Regions from separate parts of the Danio rerio genome. Here all the other regions are linked to region 1. The links are chromatin contacts, called in public HiCAR-type maps. All regions are on one chromosome and are shown on one strand. The core of a region is the stretch at or near the end of the contact, and the rest is flanking DNA. Distances in the headings are between cores, read along the strand shown.

Evidence for each region. HiCAR-type assays count read pairs that join an accessible place to other places.
Region 2: a contact with region 1 is called in a HiCAR-type map of caudal fin, with 6 times the contacts expected there. The contact joins two enhancer-like sites. A contact is called at or near these places in 1 of 18 Hi-C or Micro-C datasets (hematopoietic stem cells) and 1 of 4 datasets of contacts at active chromatin or transcription factors (caudal fin).
Region 3: a contact with region 1 is called in a HiCAR-type map of caudal fin, with 7 times the contacts expected there. The contact joins two enhancer-like sites. A contact is called at or near these places in 1 of 18 Hi-C or Micro-C datasets (caudal fin) and 1 of 4 datasets of contacts at active chromatin or transcription factors (caudal fin).

The regions. Positions count from the first base shown.
Region 1 is chr11:8,895,365-8,898,237 of GRCz12tu, forward strand. The region is part of intron 18 of si:ch211-51h4.2; the gene reads right to left. tbl1xr1a (TBL1X/Y related 1a) reads left to right here. Exons shown (of 14, transcript NM_001020583.1): 4 at 1,636-1,738; 5 at 2,581-2,726. The coding sequence starts at 1,681. Among named protein-coding and RNA genes, the nearest start is that of tbl1xr1a, 98 kb to the left of the region's middle. Within about 2 kb of position 1,352, at least 43 of the 62 cell types and tissues checked have an H3K27ac peak or open chromatin away from gene starts, as enhancers often do. A contact at or near this core is called in caudal fin, where this site is marked.
Region 2 is chr11:8,657,637-8,660,509 of GRCz12tu, forward strand. No RefSeq gene overlaps it. Among named protein-coding and RNA genes, the nearest start is that of s100p, 84 kb to the left of the region's middle. Within about 2 kb of position 1,480, at least 16 of the 62 cell types and tissues checked have an H3K27ac peak or open chromatin away from gene starts, as enhancers often do. A contact at or near this core is called in caudal fin, where this site is marked.
Region 3 is chr11:8,725,500-8,728,372 of GRCz12tu, forward strand. No RefSeq gene overlaps it. Among named protein-coding and RNA genes, the nearest start is that of tbl1xr1a, 72 kb to the right of the region's middle. Within about 2 kb of position 1,347, at least 10 of the 62 cell types and tissues checked have an H3K27ac peak or open chromatin away from gene starts, as enhancers often do. A contact at or near this core is called in caudal fin, where this site is marked.

The DNA.
Region 1 (2,873 bases), core at 102-2,601:
TTGTCTTGAACACTGTTTTAAGGCCGCTGTCATTTACGATCTTCAGCAGTTGGTCTTCTTTTTGCACGGACATTCTGGATTCAGCTGGTTTGTTGACAAATGGGTCACGTATCCATTCCCTAGCCGTTTGTGGGTCCTTTGAGGTTGGGAAGTAGCGCTCAAACTCCTTCAACAGTGAATACTGATGATCGTGCACCAGCTTGGTGAGTGAGGGCGCAGGCTTAGTCTCACACAAAATCCCCGCTAATGTTTGAAACATGTCCAATATGCCTCAGTTTGGCTTTAAATGTAGCAACTTTATCTGGCAACTTAAAGATAATTAATTCTTGTGCGGCCCGGTACTGTGGCCCGGGGGTTGGGGACCACTGTATTAGAGACATTCATAAACATTCCTAGCAAATCTAATAAATGCTGGAGACATCCTCGTTACATAAACGCACTAAATCGCACTCAGCAGCATTTGTTTGAGAGCGCACAAGAAGATCTGCGCGCTCTTGAAGCGACTTATATTTGAGGTCGCGTGCAAGATGTTTTGTGCACAAGCAGAGGAAATCGTTAAGCAGAGATTCACATGCTCGTACATGTAGGTAATTACATAAATGCGATCTTGACTTCTAATACTGCGCTCAAGACATTTGTCAATGAAATAACGCCACAGGTATTTGGTATATCTGTGTAAAAAAAAGGCCTGCCGCCACAGCTGGAAAAAAATCCTAGAGGAAACACTGTGATGTATTGTTACACATTTCAGGGATTTTTAAAATCTGTTTAAGTTGTATAATGCAAAATAAAAATATCTTATTTTAGGTGTGTAACAATTTAAAAGAGCTTTCATACATCAAAAATAAATAAATAAATAAAATAATAGTGTAGCTTTGTTTCTTTTTTTAGACAGTAAAATGTATCCAGCTGTATTTTTTATCTGAGAAATTAAGTGTTTTACATGTTTTGTTTTCTGCTTCAAGAAGTCTACCGTTCAGCAGACATGTTAAAATTGTGGTTAAATATAGAGCATGCTATTTGAAGAAATTCAGCAAAAAAACAGAGCAGTGTCCTTGAGAATGAAATGTGTTAACTGTTCCCTTTATATCACAATAAATCGAACAGTTTAATCATGTAAAAAAACTGTCAAATCTAGGTCAGTTTTAATTTCAACTAAACCCTCCTGTGCTAAAGTTGTAAATGCATCTCAATGTGTGAACTGACATTTTGGCAGCTCTGTAAGGCCAGTCAAATTGAATCTGAGTCACAAACTCAAGTAAACACAAGTATTTTGTAGTAACTCTCATGTAAACATTTTCAGTGGCAGGAGCTTTTTTTTGTTTGTTCTGCAGTTCAGTTTGATGCAACAGCGCCCCCTTAGTATAATGGACACTTTTGGAACTACAACTTGTTATTCAGCCATGCAGGGCTGTGAAGCCCTTGGTAACCTCTGGCAGCACACTACACACTCAGGTTCCTGCTGACAAAGAGAGCTTTTACCCCCTTATTGCACTGTAAAAAAAGAGGCTTTTTATACACACTCCGAGTCCCCTGAGTGGAAAGCAGAAAGTCTGGCAATATCCATACCTCTTCTGTTGACGCTTTTAGTGTCATTCCGTTTCTGAGATTGTTTTTGTCCTCTTTTTCTCTCAGGCTAGTGTCCTGTGTGCTGACCTCATGGTGTAAGCAAGTGTGAAGATGAGTATTAGCAGCGATGAGGTCAACTTCCTGGTGTATAGATACCTGCAGGAGTCAGGTAGGTGGCGCTACCACACTAATCACCACCAACATTTTACAAAAAAACGCTCTTTCCTGAATATTAAATAATAATAATAATGATAACAATAATAAATAATGATTATTACTAACCCTTAAGTGGTTCTAAACATTTACGAGACTCTTATAAAGATATTTTGAAGAATGTTGGCTTGCATAGTAGGAAATATGTACTATGAAAATCAATAGCTATGTTTATATATTTTAGAATATTACATTATTATTAATAATAAAAAATAATAATATGACATGCACATCCACTGCATTGGAAAAACATTTAGTCAATACAGTCTTCAAATATGTTATCTGATTTTGCCTCAACAGAGGATGCCATTGGATAACTAGACTAACCAGTTAATCGTTGTCGTCTCGGGTTGTTTTTATAATTCTGCAAATATAATTCTGCATAATGACCAAAAAAACAGACATTTTGCACAAAGTATAACTTTGGATGGAATCATACCTAGTGGTGGCAGGTTTCCAACATTCTTCAAAATATCTTCTGTTTGTCACTACTCAAATCATTTTGGAAAATGTGGAGCGTATGTAAATGAACAACGTTTTAATTATTTGGTACATTTTCCCATGAATAATGATTAAAAAACACACCAAAATGTTTTCATATTTGATTGATAGACCTATCACTTATTCCTTTTGATTCATAAGCCTCCATCAGCATTGCTTACAGTACAACTCTATGGCTGTTCACAGTCAGGGCGTTGTTTAAAGGAGCACACATGATACGCTCTGTGTAGCTGTGAGCAGAAGAGAAAGTTGATCCAGCAAGCGTCACACTGAAGTGTTTATCATTCCCTCTGGCAGGGTTTTCCCACTCGGCCTTCACATTCGGCATTGAGAGCCACATCAGCCAGTCGAACATCAACGGCGCCTTGGTGCCCCCTGCTGCCCTAATCTCCATCATTCAGAAGGGCCTGCAGTACGTGGAGGCTGAAGTCAGCATCAATGAGGTGACCGCGCAGCTTTATTTACATCATCATTTGAGGCATCTATTGAGTTATGATTATTAATTATTTTATTGTTTATATTTTTATGCTGAATCTCACATTATGCATGAGATTTTTAATTAAAATTCATATAAAAATCGTTTTCAATTT
Region 2 (2,873 bases), core at 230-2,729, 240 kb before region 1:
GCAGATTTTTTTTTCAACACATTTCTAATCCTAATAGTTTTAATAACTCATTTCTGATAACTGATTTATTTTATCTTTGCCATGATGACAGTAAATAATATTTGACTAGATATTTTTCAAAACACTTCTATACAGCTTAAAGTGACATTTCAAGGCTTAACTAGGTTAAGTAGGTTAACTAGGCAGGATAGGGTAATTAGGCAAGTTATTGTATAACAATGGTTTACTACATTCTCACCCTGTTATTTAATGCTTTATTTAAATTTTTGACTTTTATTTTTGTCTCACCTGCTTTCTAAAACTGTTCTTCAACAGACTCACCAGAGGCCTTTTGTACAAAGACTTCAGATGTAATTCAGATGTATGAAACCCTGCGTATAAGCAATCCCACGCATATTCTCTTTATACATCCGAATTAATGTGAAACTGAGTGCACGTGCACCCTAATGCAAACCCTTCCCTGCCCTCTTCCCCTAATAAGTATGGTAATAAGTCTACTTTGGCAAAACCAAACAAAAAAGCAACGGCAAAACCAAGCAAAAAGTGAAGTTTCAGCAAATAGTTTTGAGATTTGCACTCACCGTTTATAGATTAAGTCTATTTTGAAAAATTTGCCAAAGCAATTGAAAAAAACTGCAATAACTGATTGTCTAACTATTACTTAATGTTTAAATAGATCAATCCTGTATTTGTTTGTTAAAACTATGTCATATTCATAAATGTTACAAACATTTATGTTATAAATCACTGAATTGACACGAATCAGTCTATTCTGTGGTGAAAGGAAACCCATTTTTATGCATAGTCACATTCTATTTTATTTTGTCAAGCCCCTTCCACCAGTATTTAATACCACATGATTAAGTTGAGATAGATTTATATGGTTGCAGTTGGGCTTCATTTTGTGTCTATGCTACAATAAGAAATGCCATTTCTATTGGAGGTTTTGCACATCCTGGTCTGCTTTTACACGACTGAGAAGTATGTTTCATTTTACATGCAAAGCAATAAAATAGATTCCATAGTTATTATCCAGGAATTTGGATTTTAACACAGTGAAATGGCCCCATCCATTTTTAGAGAGAAACTTCTGGGTTCCATTTTCTCATTAGATGCTTATGCAATGGTGATCTCATATTACTGCGGTCCGCACAGCTGCTAGATATTGTAGCATCTGTTATTCATACTCATACATTTTCCTCCACAAGGCATATGCAGTGCAATCCTAAACCAAGAACACTGGCACAACAAAATGTATCATTTAATGCAATAGTCTTTCACATGCAGAATGGTGGAAGGCAGATGGGAGAGCGAGAAAGAGGGACAGATAGAGACATCTCCATTTAGAAGGCAATCACCCGCATTGTAATGGCATATTAGAGCGTATCGTTGTTTTTTTTCTTCTTCTTTGTTCTGTTGTCTGCAGTGTTCCTGCATGACTTTTGCCTATTTCCTCATGCTAAAAATAGCCATGCTGAGCACACACTTAAAGTCTGCCGGTGAGTATGCTGGAGGTCTCTTTCACTCTCTCTCTCTCTCTCTCTCTCTCTCTCTCTCTCTCTCTCTCTCTTCTGCTATTCTTTTCCTTCTATTTCAGCCCATGACATAATCACAGCAGGAACTCTTTTTTTTTTTTTTTTGGTCCATGAAATTATTTATCTCAAGGTTAAACATTTTTAGGCAATTTCACAAGCAATTTATATTCTTAAATATACAATGGGGGAAATAAGTATTGAACATGCTAGTTTTTTTTTTTTTCCCAAGAATAATATTTATAAAGGAGATGTTGATATGTAATTGAACCAGATTTTGGTATAAACCCAAACAATACAAACATGAATATAAAACAAACAAAAAATCTGAAAAGTTGTGTAATACCATTGAAATGACACAAGGAGAAAGTGCTGAACTACTGAAATCTATTTAATGACAGCTTAAAGACACCTTATATTTGCAGAATGAAGTTGCAAGCCTTGCTCAGGTGTGAGTTTCTCACAGTCTTTAACAGTGTAAAAATCTTGATGGTTCTGTGGGTTTCGTCGATTAAATCTGATATTTACTTTGTATTTTCTATTGGATTCGAGTCAGGTGATTGGTTGGGCCAATCTACAGCTTGATTTTCTTTCTTCCAAAGCATTTGAGAGTTTCCTTGGCTGGGTTTTGGATCATTGCCTTGCTGAAATGTCCACCCTGGTTTCATCTTCATCCTCAAGCTAATGTAGATGTTGGACTGAAGCAGCTAATATTAATTTACAATAAAGAAGGGCAGAGGGTTGACGAATAACTATTGAGAGATTTCAGCCTCAGTCTGGACTTTCATTGGCCTTTCACACCTACCTTTCTTTAAGTGTTCAATACATTTTCCCCACGTCAATTTATTTTATCACACATAATTTATAAACTTATTAGTCTTATTTTGTTTGCATATGAAGATTTCTTTGGTGAAAATTAAGTCAACCTCACCTGAAAAAATATGTTTTCTAAGAAATAAGGTGATGCGTTTAATACTAATTACTTGAATTTTTGTCTTCTATGAAAGAGGAATGATAATGACTGAAAAAAGAGATAAAAAAAGAGTAACCAGTCAGTTGGTTACGTTACTGTTTAATATTTATTGTATCCTCTGCAGAAGAAAGCTTTGGAACAATGATCGGAGTGTATAAACTATGAATAACTATCAATTTACAAATACAAGTCAACAGTGATTTATACAAATAGGTGCTTGCAAATAACAATACACCTTGCTTTTCAAATTATTATACTATAAGAAATAGAAACATTTAATATGGTGCATGAATGGGAGCAAAAATAATATCAGTTGTGTTATATTAATTTATAATATATTATGGGTTATATTATATTATATTATATTA
Region 3 (2,873 bases), core at 97-2,596, 170 kb before region 1:
CTGAAGTAACAAGTGAGATTTTAAGATAAGGACAAAAGTTGAAATCAGAACTATTAAACTCCCTTTAAATTGTTTTTCTTTTTTAAATACATCTCAAATGATGTTCAACAGAGCAAGGAAATTTTCACAGTATGTCTGGTAATGTTTTTTCTTCTGGAGAAAGTCTTATTTGTTTTAGTTCAGCTAGAAAAAAAAGGAGTTTTTATTTAAAAAAAAAAAACATTTTAAAGTCAATATTATAAGCCCTTTTAGGCCTTTTTTTTCCGAAAGTTAACTTAATTTACCTACTTAAAGCTTTAAATGTCACTTTAAGCTGTATAGAAGTGCCTTGAAAAATATCTAGTCCAATATTATGTACTGTCAACATGACAAAGATAAAACTAAATCAGTTATTAGAAATGAATTATTAAAACTATTATGTTTAGAAATGTGTTGAAGAAATATTCTGTCCATTAAACAGAAATTGAGGAAAAAAATAAACAGCGTACTAATAATTCTGAAAGCATATAGTGTTTCAGTCTCTCTTAACTGTTTTTTTATATAATAAATTCATTTTTTAAACTGCATGATGTCTTTTTCACAAATCATAGAAAAATATTTTAAAATACTATATATTTACAAATTATTAAATTGAATTAATAATTCACAATACTGCTGATTTTTAGATCTTATACTATGCATAAAATATTAATTTATACATTTATATATTCTTTTTAATTTATCTGCCCCACTGATGTCTGTCACACCACGGAGAGCCAGTTTGAATGTTCATTATCTCTTCTCTCTGTCATTGTAGTAGCTTATTTATGTAATTTTGATGTTGATTTATGATGGTAAATTCATGGTTTTCAGTATGGGTGATTAGTTCATTTGTGGGTGGTGAAGAGCTTTGAGCCGTTTCTGTGTGTTATTTGACTGAATGAGTAATCTGTGCCGTATCTTGCCTGTACTGTGTGCGTGGGTAGTTTAGAGAGCTTATTTTGTGTGTCACACTGCAGTATTTTTTTTTTCTGTCTTCATTTGGACTTTTTTTCCTTGTCTCTGAGGGCATCAACACATGACTGCACTGCTAAAACTCCATCTTAAGTGACATTTCCTCTCCTCGCAAGTTTTAAAAATAAATGAGCCAGTGTGCGAGGAAGTTGACAAAGATAAAAACAAACAAACTGTGAACTCCAGCCTTTTTCTTATCTTGAGGTAGAATCGGTAATATCAATTCTATATTTACCAGCCGATACAGTGAACATATTTACACAGCTTTTCGCTTCTGTGTGCAAGCATGTGTGTGTGTTTGTGTGTGTGTGCGTGTGTGCATGTGTGTCTCCACCAACCCATGAACTTGGCATATGATAGTGAAGGGTTGATGCCAAGTACCTCACTGAGAGAAACGTGCCTGCACAGGCAGACTGAACACCAGACCTTGTGTTTCCAAACACACACATTTTCAGGAGCTTGGCTTCAACACGCCATAATCATGATCATATTATAACGACCAGCACAGCTGAAACAATCAAACACACACAAACACAGTCATTTGACTAAACAGTTGCACTACTTTCACACAGTGTTATATTCACTAAACACCCACAAACCAGTGAAACCAGGCAGTGACTAACCCTACATTTGACTTTTGTTATAAACAAAACTCTGCTGTTTGCCTAGTTTAAATAACTGTACTGTAATATTAACACAACTTTAATATATGTATTAAAACTGTAATTGGTTGATAGTCATGCATTCTTCTGCTATAACAGCACTCGTACAGGCTCCTCACTCTTCTGTATTACTCCACCCACAAAGAGTGACAGCAGATTAACAAACTCACTACAATGTGACAAATATTGCAGCTGTTGGACAACATAATGCACTTTTAAAGCTATTTTTAGGCAAAAATACAACCCAGGCTAATTCTGAAAACGTAGTCCTGTGGACGTTTCTGGAGACCGCGAATTATGTAACCGGAGGTACGTATGGCTGCATTTTATTCTTTTAAACGAACGGGACGGTATGACGAATGTAATAAAGATGACAACTCCCATGATTCTCATGTCATTGAATTGTCAAACCCTGACGTTGTTTGTTGTTAATATGCACCCTCTCGTGGTGAAAAATACTTTGTGGCTTTAAGTTTGTCAAAAACTGTGTAACTGTATACAAAATTTTAGATAAAATTCAAATCCATGTTAAATTCAAATGTATCTATTTATTTAAATCATACGTCTAAAAAGTGCTACATTAAAGCAATCCAGCTTGTGTTAATCTGCACCTTTCTCATCCTCCAGACACATTTACGCATTTTATGAACCTGGTGCATTATACCTGATTCACAACAATTTGCACACAACATGTGCATGCAAGTAAATGGAAATTGTGTTAAATTCCCCACTCATTGAAGTAATTTGCCTTCCTCTGTCATAAAAAAAGGGTTCAGGATTTCAGCCGGTGAATTCAGGCTTGTCAAGGCAGCACAAACATCACACACTAATTGCCTTTGATGATTTAAAAAAGCTTTGCTGGAATTCAGAAAGCCATGTGAAACATGATACCAAACCCCCCCCCCCCCCCCCCCCCCCCTTATCACTAGCAAAGACACATCAAAAAGTCTCAAATACTACTTATGAATATTATTTAATGCAATATAATAATATGTAGGCATCATATATAATACCTATATACTAATATGAAAACAATAAAAGTATATTATAATATATATAGATGGGCAGCGCGGTGGCGCATTGGATAGCGCTCTCATCTCACAGCAAGAATGTCGCTCGTTCATGCCTTGGCTGGTTCAGTTGGCATATCTGTGTGGAGTTTGCATGTTCTCCCAATGTTCTTGTGGGTTTCCTCCGGGTGCTCCCGTTTCCCCCACA